Linked DNA regions of Mus musculus: region 1 is linked to region 2. The links are chromatin contacts, called in public Hi-C maps. All regions are on one chromosome and are shown on one strand. The core of a region is the stretch at or near the end of the contact, and the rest is flanking DNA. Distances in the headings are between cores, read along the strand shown.

What was found. Hi-C and Micro-C count contacts between places; a contact is called where the count stands out from the background.
Region 1: a contact with region 2 is called in a Hi-C map of the N1E-115 cell line, with 2.1 times the contacts expected there. The contact joins two enhancer-like sites. A contact is called at or near these places in 4 of 484 Hi-C or Micro-C datasets (the F1.1 cell line, the N1E-115 cell line and embryonic stem cells).

Annotation. Positions count from the first base shown.
Region 1 is chr9:116,901,026-116,907,419 of GRCm38.p6, forward strand. All of the region lies in intron 4 of Rbms3 (RNA binding motif, single stranded interacting protein), which reads right to left. Among named protein-coding and RNA genes, the nearest start is that of Gm39452, 290 kb to the right of the region's middle. Within about 2 kb of position 2,341, at least 48 of the 459 cell types and tissues checked have an H3K27ac peak or open chromatin away from gene starts, as enhancers often do. A contact at or near this core is called in the N1E-115 cell line, where this site is marked.
Region 2 is chr9:116,758,528-116,764,591 of GRCm38.p6, forward strand. The region is part of intron 6 of Rbms3 (RNA binding motif, single stranded interacting protein); the gene reads right to left. Among named protein-coding and RNA genes, the nearest start is that of Gm39449, 240 kb to the left of the region's middle. Within about 2 kb of position 4,059, at least 24 of the 459 cell types and tissues checked have an H3K27ac peak or open chromatin away from gene starts, as enhancers often do. A contact at or near this core is called in the N1E-115 cell line, where this site is marked.

The sequences.
Region 1 (6,394 bases), core at 1,091-3,590, 140 kb after region 2:
TCACAGGAAGCTTGGGGGACTCTCTTCTCTTTCCTCCCTCTAACACTTATTATTAGAATTATGGGGACTGGAGAAAGAATGGGAAAGAGAGACAGAAGAACAGTGGGGAGCCCCTGTGATGATGGGCAAAGGGGCTCTTGCTGGGGGCCAGTAAGGATGCTCTAGAAATGATTTCACAGGGAAAGAAAGGAAGGGAGGGAAAGAAGAAGAGCTGGGGAGCTGGGGAGCTTAGTGTGGACAGTAATAAAGCCACCCAAGATCTGCCTCTGGCTGGCACATAGGTACATCCATGCACACTCACATACACACACACAGACAGAGACAGAGACAGAGACAGAGACAGAGACAGGGAGACGGAGACACACATACACAGAGACAGGGAGACAGACAGACACACACACACACAAAGAGAGAGAGAGAGAGAGAGAGAGAGACAGAGAGACAGAGAGACAGAGAGACAGAGAGAAAGAGAGAGAGAGAGACTGACTCATGGTCAGAAACTTAGGCAGTATTTAAAGGTGGAGCTGTTTGCAAAAGTCATTACATGACATGTTAACTTCAGCGAAATAAAAAGTCCAAACTGTCAAGTCACTATTTGCCCTGTTCCTTTTAAAGCATTAATAAAACCAATATTTGAATGATTTCATTTAACAGCTACAGAAACTCCCGATGAGGTGTAATTACACATGTGCACCTCCCGAGACTCTCAGCCACCGTTATTGACTTCGTTGCTTGTGATATTAAACCTACGATTGTGTGGTCGCAACTGCTCTCGGCCTAGACATCAATGCAGAGGCCCTCGTCAGCAAATGGATTGGGGGAACCGAGAGTGTGTTCCACCAGGATCAAAGATATTCTGCATCCCGACCATCCATCCATCCTGCCTGAAGCCAGGCAGGATGGTCTTCTGGCCACCTGAACTATGATTTGTGTAACTATGAGAGGAATTGAAAGATTCCTTTGACTTAAGGAAATCAATTTAAATTTAAACTCCCATAGGCATATGGCTCAGTATTTACTCTGATTGGATGACAGGCATTGATAGGTGAATATAAAAGTGAAGTAAAAGGAGAAGAAAACAAACCCCTGACTGTTCCTACAGTATTGGGGGGATTTTATTGTAGATACAAGAAAGAAAGCAGGCAGCGGGAAGAGTCCAGGCAGGCAGCAGTCTAAACTGGACCATGAGGGGAGAGATGAGGAGGGGAGCCAAGCCAAAGAGGAGCCCCTGACCAAGAGAGGCTTCCTGGGCCAAGAGGCAAAGAGACAGATGTAGCCAAAATGGCTGTGTTATAATAGGGAGAAGGAATGCTGGGAGTAGGCACAGGGACTGAGACTCATCTCAGGTTTGAGATCTAACAAGGGGAGCATCAAGAAGGGAAGCAGGGTTTTACCGTACTGCTGTGAAATGCCACGGTGTGACTAAGGCTACCTAAACAGTCAGAGAACTCTGCAGGGATCCCCAAATGTGGACTATGACTGAGAGTTGCATACAATAGAAATGTCCTGGGTTGTATGCATCTGGGGATCACTCAAACTCTGAAGTCGCTCAAATACAGGGGACGGTGCCTGAGTGTGGCAGTGTGTACCTGTGACCCCAGGAGACTGAGGCAGAAGGATCATCTGCTGAATTCCAGGCCACCCTGGGCTACACAGTGAGAACTGGTGTCCCAAAGGCCAGAACGGAGCATAGGAGCTAATCAGAGGCTCCAAGCAATGCCAAGTGCAAGACACGTCCTCTGCATCCCAAAACGCCAACAGCCCCATGGAAACTTCTTGTTTGAAAGTCTTGGGTTTTTTTTTTAATTTTAAAATATTATTTTAAATTATGTGTTGGTGTGTTCTCTCTATGGGTCTGTGAACATGAGCATGATAGCAGCAGAGTCTATAAGAGGGGGTCAGAGACCTCAGAGGTGGAGTTACAAACTTCCAGACATGGGTATTTAGAACCAAACTCAGTTCCTCTGTAAGAGCAGTCAGCTCTTTTAGCCACTGAGCCATCTCTCTAGCTCAAAAAATTTCTAGGTGTCTACCACAGGGCAGTCAGACACCTAGAATAGACTGAGTTTAAACCTAAGTATGACACCCACAAAGAACTTTCTAAAAAGAAAGGAAGAAACCATTAGAGATACCAGGAATAAATAGTATTAAAAATCAAAATGCAAGGGCTTTTTAAAAAAAACATTAGCTCAAAACTTGACATCATTACTTTATTACACTTTAACTAAGTTCAAAGTTGACAGTACTTCCCATATAAAAGCTTGCTCAACTATAGACTGCTTATTCATGTGTGACAGCCTCAGAATTCATTCTTGTTCTTCATACAAAGACCTTTCTGTCCTGGGACATTCTTGGACAGTCCCAGACACATTGGCAAAGAATGAATAAGACAGAAAACTGAGGTTCTAGAAGGCTCGACTCATTCAACAGATATTAATTTGACTGCTAGAATTTACCGACATGTCCTGATTTGCTGATCCTAATCAAGTGAGTGACTCAAGGCTGGATGTTTAAAGCCCCGAAGAGAGCCACATCTGGAAACCATTAGGAGGGCCCCACCCCATAAGCAGCTGCCTTTGTGTCCCCAGCCCCCGTCCTGAGTTACGTGAACTTCCATTGAGACCCTGCCTTGAGAAATGTAAGCACTGATGATCTTTGATTTGTTACATTAGGAGATCTGGAATCCTTACAAGTCGTAACAGGGCATAACAGACTTTTTCGTTCCCATTTTGGCTCTGTAAGATCTGAGCTATGCATGGTTAAGCACCATTTCTGTGGGGATTAGCTAACATGGCATTAATGTCCTACGAGGAGTCACATTCTCCCATGGAAATGCTTTATAGACTGTAATTCGGGACTGGCATGCTCACATAGGATCTTTGTTCTGGGGGGGAGTCACATTCTCCGATGGAAATGCTTTATAGACTGTAATTCGGGACTGGCATGCTCACATAGGATTTTTGTTCTGGGGGGTGGGTGCACGTGCATCTGGAGGTCATAGGTCAACCTCAGGTGTCATCCCTGGAGGTTATCCAGTGTGTCTTTGGTTCTGGTAGCTTACTCTGTTTTGAGGAAGAGTCTCTCACTTGGACTGTAACTCACCAAGCAGACTAGACTAACTAGCTACTAGACTAACTAGCTACTACATCTCAGGGATCTCTCTGTACCCCCGCAGTGTTGCAGAGACTACGAATCCATACAACCAAACCCATACTTCTTATGTTGGTTCAGAGGAGCAAACTCATATCCTCGGGCTGGTACGGCCAGAACTTTACTGACTCAGCCATCTCTCCAGCCTTCAGGCATCATTTCTACTCAGTGAAGTGTTCAGTGACCCTGGTGGAGAGGCACACATTCAGGCTACTGCAAATATTGATAGCAGTGCCTCAGAGTGCCCTAAGTGACCTTGTCTCCCTAACCTTGGCCTTCAGACTCATCAGCTTCTGTCCCCGCATTGTTGTTGTTGTTGTTGTTGTTGTTTTGCAACTCCTGGTGTATACATGCTTGTGATTCAACAATGTCACTGTAAGTACATACAAACACAGTCTTGCAGAATAGTCCACAGGGCTGTGGCCACCCTTATTCTAGAAGCAGAAACAGTTTTAAGTTCATACACATTTTCAGCTGATGTTGAGGTTGGTAGTACACGCTTTAAAATACCATTCTCAGCAGGTAGGGCAGGAGGATAGCCAAGGGTTTGGTAGCAGCCTGAGCTACATAGTGAACTCAGCATAGCCTGGGCCACATACAAGACCCAGTCTAGTAATAAATCAACTAATAAGATACAAATTGTGATCGAAAATTGTTCAGAATTACAACAAAAAGATTATTACAGCATTCCCCACGGCTGCCGTTTGCAGAGTTTACATCATCATGATTTCTGAGGGCTCTTTGGGAAGTCCATTTATCAAGGATAACTTTGGGGTCAATTGCTATGTTACAGACCTGTTCATGAGTGAAATTCTCCACTGTAAAGGCTCAAGGCTAAGATTCAGGCTGACCAAGAAGGAATTATGTAATATTGGAAAAGGGTTCAAAATACAGAGGTTGAAACAGGGAGGCTGTTGATGTGACCACCCTTCAGAGGACCAAAATTTTAGCATTTCAGAAAACAATGAATTCACAAAACATCCTTTTATTTAAAGAAGAAATATGAAATTGTCATAAATGGAGGTTTCTACAAAAAGAAGATAGTAGGATATTAACTAGCCATCCTAGTCTCTCAGTTCTCCCCTGCACCCCTGCCACCATCACCCTCTCTCTCTCTGGACTTTCATATCTCATATTAAAATTGTCATCACAGAAACTTAACAAAATGGCATGACCTACGTTTCATATTCAGAGACACTAACAAACTAACCACCCAGAGACTCCCCTGTCTCTTATTCTCTAGTAAACCTCTCTCTCCATTCCTCCACGTACATGGAGAATAATCTAGAAAGACAGCCCACGAAGTGCGTTCCTTCTGGAATCTAATTTCCTCATTTTTTCCTATAGGTTGCTCCAGAATGCAGAAGATGATGGAAAACCAGGTTCCTTGATTCACCGTTCCTCCTCAGATGGACCTTGTCAGAAGGCAGAAGTCTGTCCTGCTTCAAACATGAACTTGAACCATGACACCCTCAGCAGTGAATGCAGAAATATATGAGACAACCAACCTTGAGTACCCCCTTTGGAGAAACCCCTGCGCAAAGTTGGAGAGTTCCATGCAGGCCAAAGCCTTGTTCCTAAGAGCTCTGCCTGTGTTGTTGCTAATGCACACGGAATGTGATTAGCAGCCTCAGAAAGGCCTAGAATCACTCCCTTTCTGACTAGATTACTGGCTAATTAGATTGGTGGCACCCTGCCCCATCTGTGGCTGTCAGGTTAAATTTGCCTGCTTCAGCTCAGATAACTGTCAAGCCCCACCAGAGCAGACACACAGTGGCACTGTGAGGAGTTTTGTGTGTGTGTGTGTGTGTGTGTGTGTTGGGGTCAGGGGTGGGGGAAATTGGTGTTCAAAGGCTCAAAACCACTTCTTAATAAAACATTGCCAATGTTCAGTGGACTGAAGTGTATTCCAATCGCCATTGTATCAGGGTAAGAAATGGTGTCAGATGTAGCCTGTGCTAATTGATGGGTTCAGAGTGTGAGACACAGGAGGGTCTCAACCTCTCTCCATCTGTCCCCAGGTGGACCAGCACCTGAATCCCCCAAAGTGTGAAAGCATGGCAGAGACTCTGCTTGAAAGTCACGGGCCTCCAACCTTTTACTGCAAAGACGAAGTTCAACCCCACACAGAAAGACCCTTCTCCTGACACTGGCTGGATCTCTACACCTCATTCTCTTCCGGAAAAAAAAGACATACTCCCTTTGCACAGTAGAAAACACCTCCCCACACTATCCATGAACCAGCCAAGAGAGAGCAAAACTAAAGTATCAGAGCCCATAGGTCCTGTGGATGTCCTACCTTTTGACATTTTGACATGATGTCATCTACAAAGTTCAAACTAAGAAACTGGGTGGTCTAGTCACAAAAATAAACAAGTAATTTTTTTAAATCCTTATGATGTTTTAAGTAGGTTTTACATTTGTGCATGCATTGGGACCTCTGGTTGAAGGATGTTATCCATAGTTCTTACAGTCTGATTCTTTCTTGACTATGCTGTTGTTAGAAAGCATTCCAGCTCCTCTCCACATCTTAGAGGTGGACTCTCAACTCTGCAGGAGATGGAGGCTGAGGTGGGGTAGAGGGCCCAGAGACTTCCAGGATACATTGTTTTATTTGTATGTGGCAAATGGTCCCGATTTTCTGTTTATGCTAGAGATAAGAAGGTTGTTTGCTATGGAACCAATCTCAGTGTCAGCATCAGAGGAAAGCTCGAGGAGGACTTACACACACACACAGTGGAATTTGCTTTGCCTATGTGGAAGAACAAAGTTGTGTGGTTTGTGGAAGGAGTGAATGAGACTGAGGAGAATCACATTGAAGCAATTAGGCCAGTGACAGAAAGACAAATATCAAGGCTGGAGGGACAGCTCAGTGACTAAAAATGCTTGTTGTTCTTGTGGGAAATCCAGATTTAGTTTCCAGCAACATACATGGCAGCTCACAACAGTCTGTAAATATAGTTCCGGGGATCCGACGCCCCCTTCTGGCCTCTGTGGGTACTGCATGCACACGGTGCAAAACATCCATACAAATAAAAGTTATTAAATCTTTTTAAAGCTCCTCAAAGAAGAGAGACAAATATAGGATTTTTTTTTCATTTATGGTTACTAGATAATATATGTCATAAAGGCAGAGATTAAACTGCCTATGGACATAAAGGGGACCATGGGAGATGAGAGAAAGAGAGAGAAAATAGAGGATAGAGGGGTATGAAGGTGTATCTGTGTGCATACATGTGTGTGT
Region 2 (6,064 bases), core at 2,809-5,308:
ATATAAATATAGATGGTAGATGGATGATACAACAGGCAGATAAATAGATGACATGGTACAGAATAGATCGATAATAAACATTAGATGATGAAGAACATAAATAATAGGTAGATAGATAGGCATAGATAGATGGATAAATAGTTGATAGATAATATATAATAAAGAACATAAATAATTAGATAAGTAGATGATAGATAGATAGATAGATAGATAGATAGATAGATAGACAGAAAACAGACAATAGGCATTAGATTATGAAGAACATAAATAACAAGTAGATAGGTAGATAGATAGATGTAGGTGATAGATGATAGACATATAATAAAGAACATTAATAATTAGATAAGTAGATAGATGATAGATAGGTAAGTAGGTAGAGATAGACAGACAGACAGACAATAGACATTAGATGATAAAGAACATAAATAATAAGTAGATAGATAGATAGATGATAGGTGATAGATGGATGATAGATATATGATATATGATAGACATTAGATGATGAAGAATAATAGGTAGATAAGTAGGTAGATTATAGACAGACAGGTAGACAGTTGATACATAAACAGACACTGACAGAAGCCAGCTAAAAAGGTGATGCTTAAACAGAGTTAGTAAAGGAGACTGGTATTCCTGTGAAGTTAGGCAAGGCTGGGAAGGAGAATCGGTGCAATTATGTAGGCTGTAGAAATGACTTTAAAAAGGTAAGAGCAAAGTCCACATGCTTCCAAACCAGTGATCACTCCTGAACACAGTGGGTCTAGGGGAAGCTGGACAGCATGAGTGCCAGACAAATTACCAGGACCATTTCTAATGGTGACAAGGACATGGACTTTTATTAGTTAAACTTAAAAGCAGTGATTGATCCTAGGACTTCCTCATACTGATAAAATGCTCTGCCATGGGAGCTATACAATTAACCTGTTAAAGGTTAATTTTAGAATGAAAATATTCCCTAACTGTGGTGGTTTGAATAGGAATGCTCCCCATAGGATGATATATTTGAAGGCTTAGTCACCAGGGGGTAGAACTGTTTGGGAAGGATTAGGAGGTGTGGCCTTGTTGTAGGAGGTGTATCATTAGGGCAGGCTTTGAGGTTTCCAAAAGTGCATGCCAGTCCCAGTCTCTCTGTCTCTCTGTCTCTGTCTCTCCCCTCTCCCCTCTCCCCTCTCCCCTCTCCCCTCTCCCCTCTCCCCTCTCCCCTCTCCCCTCTCCCCTCTCCCTTCTCCCCTCTCCCCTCTCCCCTCTCCCCTCTCCCCTCTCTCCTCTCCCCTCTCCCCCTCTCCTCTCCCTGCTGGCTGTGGATCAGGATATAGCTCTCAGGTACTGCTCCAGTGCCTTGCCTGCCTGCTTCCCCCCATGATACTTATGGACTAGCCCTCTGAAACTGTAAACAGGCTCCCAATTAAATGCTTTCTTTATAAGAGCTGCTGTGCTCCTTGTGTCTCTTCATAGCAAGGTAACTATGAAAAACATTCTGCTAAGCTTCTCTTTATAACCTTCAAATGGCGCATGTTAGACAGCCATGAACTAGTGGAGAGGTCAGCAGCATCCCTGACTACCAACACTACCTTTTCCTCTCCGGCTATGACATGGCATCGTGACATCATCAGGCAGGCATGGAAGGTGAATAGTGTGAAGGTTGAACCATTGGCCCAGTGACACCCAGCAAATCAGTCATGGAAAACACAGATCAAATCCACATCCTCCTGATGCAGTTAGTCCTGAATATTTCTTCCCTGGGATGTTGGCCCCCAAGGCAATAATTTATGGCATAAATTGTCATTGGATACACTGAAATATGTAGACACATCAAACAGAGAGTGGAGTATGGGAGAGAAACTCAATCTAGAGCCGAAATTAATCGCAGTGTCTCAGAATCCGACATTGCTGGAAGAAACATAACCGCGACTCTCAATTTATTCTACCAAGAAAAGTGCAGCGTAATGTCTTTTAATGTGCTTTCTTTGGGTCTGCAGTGCAAGTTTGATTTGTTTTCCCCAGAAGCAATTTAGTTTTAAACTCCAAAGCCTCGGACGTCATTGAAGAATGTTTGAGACTACTTAATCAAGGCAATGGGGATTAAACTAGGAAACAGGCAGAAAGAGTCCATTGAAAGTGTGTTGTCCATGAGTTGAAAGGGGAATAAACCCCTCAGATGCTGATGGTGATGCATGCATGGGTGGAAGAGGGAAAGGCATCAATAGCTCAGAATGTCCTGCAGGACCAAGTGTGCCCAGACAAGTGTGAGGAAGAAAGGGACATGTCACAGTGAAGGAGAATATGCAAGAGAGTCACAGGTTTCCTGTCTGTGGGGTGTCACCAGGGGTGGGTTACAAGTGAAATGTCTACTAGAGTTGGAAGTAGTGACCCAAGTAGTGAACAGACAAAAATGTTCCTGATGAGTTGAGGGAAAATGTCAGAACATATTTCTCCCTCCCTCCCTCCCTCCCTCCCTCCCTCCCTCCCTCCCTCCCTCCTTCCTTCCCTCTCTCCTTTCATCCCTCTCTCCCTTCATCCCTCCCTCCTTCCTCCCCACCCACCCTCCCTCTCTTCCTTTTTCTTTTTCACTGCTTTTCTTCCTTCTCTACTCTCTCTTTCTCCCTCTCTCCTCCCCCTCTCCCTACCTTACTCCATACATTTTTTTCCCTTTTGAAAAATGATCTTTCTACATACTCAGGCTACTCTCAAATTACTGATCCTCCTGACTTAGCTTCTCCAGAGCTGAAATCAGAAGCCTGAAGCACTGGGCCAAAGCAAACTTCTGATTTATGATGTCAAAGAATGGATATACTCTGCACCAAACCTAATATGGGCAGGATCAACTAGAGAGAGACAAAGCTAAAGTCTTAATGACACAAAACGTCCTCCTTCTGATGCAAAGCCTTAGAAAGAATTAGTGGCCAGCTTCCTTGACTTTTCAAAAGTTCTTGTCACGTAAAGTTTCCCCCGACACTGCCCCACAGAACACTGCAAAGAGTGGCTATGTAAGAAATACCAGTGTAGAAAAGGTGATTGTTTTTCATAAGCCTTCCATGGTGATGTTGACATCATGAGGCCAGCTCAACAACAGCGTTCCTTTCCAATAGCTGTGGAGACCAGCTCTAGTCCGGGAAGAAAACCTGAAATACAGGCTGAAATAATCAGGAGGCCCAGGGCTTACTCCAGACAGAGCTCACCATTAGGAATTAAAAGCTCAGCACAAAATGCAGGGCAACTGACAGGAAAGAAATCAGGAAACTTTTTATAACCTGCACAAAAGTTTAGACAAATGAAAGAAAAATGAGTTATTTCTAGATGTTTGTGTTTTATGATGCTGCCATAAACTAGCTTAGGACAGAAGAAAACATTTATAATTTGAGTTTACAAATTTAAATTAAATTTTGTTATCCTCTGCAAGTAGATGACTGAAACCCAAATGGAAACTGTAGTTAAGTAAGATGTGTGTGAATAAATATACACAGGGGTGTGTGTGTGTGTGTGTGTGTGTGTGTGTGAGAGTGTGCCTGTGTGTGCATGTGTGTGTGTGTGTCGGTGTGTATGTGTGGGTCTGTGTGTATGTGTGTGTCAGTGTGTATGTGCCTATGTACCTTTGTGTATTCCATGTGTGTGTGTGTGTGTGTGTGTGTGCATGTGTAGAGAGAGAAAGAGACACATATAAAGAGAGAAACCAAAAAAGAGATAGAGAGAGGCAGAGAGAGAAAGACAGAGAGAGAGTTGAAATGCAATCATGCTATGTGGAGTGATGATTCCCCTTCCCAAGAACCACAGACCACACACCAAAACCCCCAATGCCAGAAAAGTTTTAGAGAGAGTTGCTCAGGATGAGCCGGGAGAGTTCCAAAACAATATAAGCTATAGCTGTTGGTCTTGGTTGTCTCTCAGAACTCGAAGGTAAGACTCTGCTGGTGGAGATACTGAATACTGAATACTTTGGGCACAAGACTTAGATGAAGGCGATATGGAAGTTTCCTTCCTGAAGCCAGCACCGGGCCTCCTTCCTGCAAGTCAGCTGCCATAGCTCCTCCCTGAAAGCTAGCTCCAGGCTTCCTCCCTGAGAGCCAGCACCAGGCTTCCTCCCTTCGAGTCAGATACCACGGCTCCTCCCTGAGAGCCAGCTGCCATGGCTCCTCCCTGGAAATCAGCTCCCATAGTATCTGAAAGTGTTATGTAAACTGCCAGTGGAGACAAGGGATCAATAGTCCTGCCCAGCTGTGAAGCCTACGAACCACACTAATGATCAGCATGGCCAGATGCTCCTAAGCGTGTAAAGGTGGCACTTACACCAGGGTATAAGCAACAGCTGCCCCGCTGTTCTCTAAAAACTGATTAACAAGAGGGAGTTCCTGTCTGGAACTGTAAATCTGTCAACTCCACATGGCTGGTGAGGTCATGGATCCTAAAGGAAAACCAACTACTGTCACCTTCCTAAACCAGTATCATTTCTAACTGCATTCGAAATGCTCATCCTTCTACCCACAGGTAAGCGTAGCTTTTAGCCCTCCTCACCCGAGCTCCTTTTTACAACAGAGACCATTACACTGGTTAAAATGAGGAGGATAACTGCGGTACAATGTCCTAGTGGACACATCATTAGCTTTCTTACATAGTTCAGAAACACCTGCCAGCCCCCCCCCCCACACACACACAGTGGGAAGAGTCCTCTCACATCAATTTGCAACTGAGACAATCTCCCACAGACATGCCCACAGACCCGTCTGATCCAGGCAGAGTCCTTTTAACGGAGAGATTCTCTTCTCAGGGGACTCTAGGCTGTGTCGAGTTGACAGCTGAAGCCAAATAGGACAACATACATTTCCAAATACAAATCTGAATAGGATTTGTATTTGAAATACAATAGGATTCAAGAAATGAATCCTATTGTATTTTAATACAATTCAAGAAATATCAAAGGTCTGATAGAAAATGGACAATAATTATAAGGAGGAAGCTTAAATATACACAGATAAGCAGACAGTCTGAAACAAACAAAAGAACAACAACCCCATTGTTAGGATCAACTGAATACAGGATATTATTTTCCGTGTTTCTATTAAAAACGGAAAAATTAAAAGTAGTAATAATTAAACGAGAAATGACAAAACATGGTATCAAATTGCTCTTGAAAGAGAACATTGAACTGTGGGGGTACTCTCTTGGAAGGTGAAGGAGAAATGTTAGGAGTTTAAAGATAGCCTGGGCTACATGGTGACTTTGGGGCCCTAAGGGTATAGGAGAGTAAGTGTTAAAAAAAGAGAGGGGCTAGGCTCACAGCTCCTTAGAAAACAGCTTGCTTTGCTGGCTTGACGACCTGAGTCTTTTATTTCTAGTACCCACACACAAGTCAAACAGAGCAAAATGTATCTATAAAGCCCAGTTTGGAGGCCATGTGGGTGAGGACACAGGAGGTCCTGGACACTTACTGGTGGCCACCCAGTCAAGCAGAATGGTGAGTCATAGTTCAATGAGACTCTGTCTTTAAAATTATGGTGGAAGAAAATTTAAAAATCAAAACAAAAAATAAAGGTGTGTGGGGGGGGGGGTTGGGGAAGAGTCAGACACTTGATCTGGATTCCTGCCCTCCAAAATGCACACACAGAAGCACATGTGACATACATATGCACACACATGCAACTGCCACGCTCACAGACACAGATAGAAACCATTCATCCCAGGTAGAAAGGGAGACAAATTACATAGAGGTCAGATAGCGGGGTCTGGGCAAGATTCGCAATGAAAAGCACAGAATTGAGTAGTAAACAAGCTACTTAAATTTAAATACAATCAGTTATAATATCCCCTCAATGTTTACATCTGCATATTCATGATTCTGTGTATGTAAATATCAATGAGAAGCTTGCTAAAATGTTGAACGTGCATAAAATACAATTTCCTACAAAGAAATGGGACATAATGTAGGGTATGTCACAGGAGAGGTGCAATAGATCTTGGTTAAATAGTCTGGGTACCGCACTGTGTTCCTGAACCGATGGCTTCCTGACTGCAGGAGCAGAGCACAGGTAACTGTCAGTCCCACAGAGAGCCTTTCTCTCTGTCATTTTAC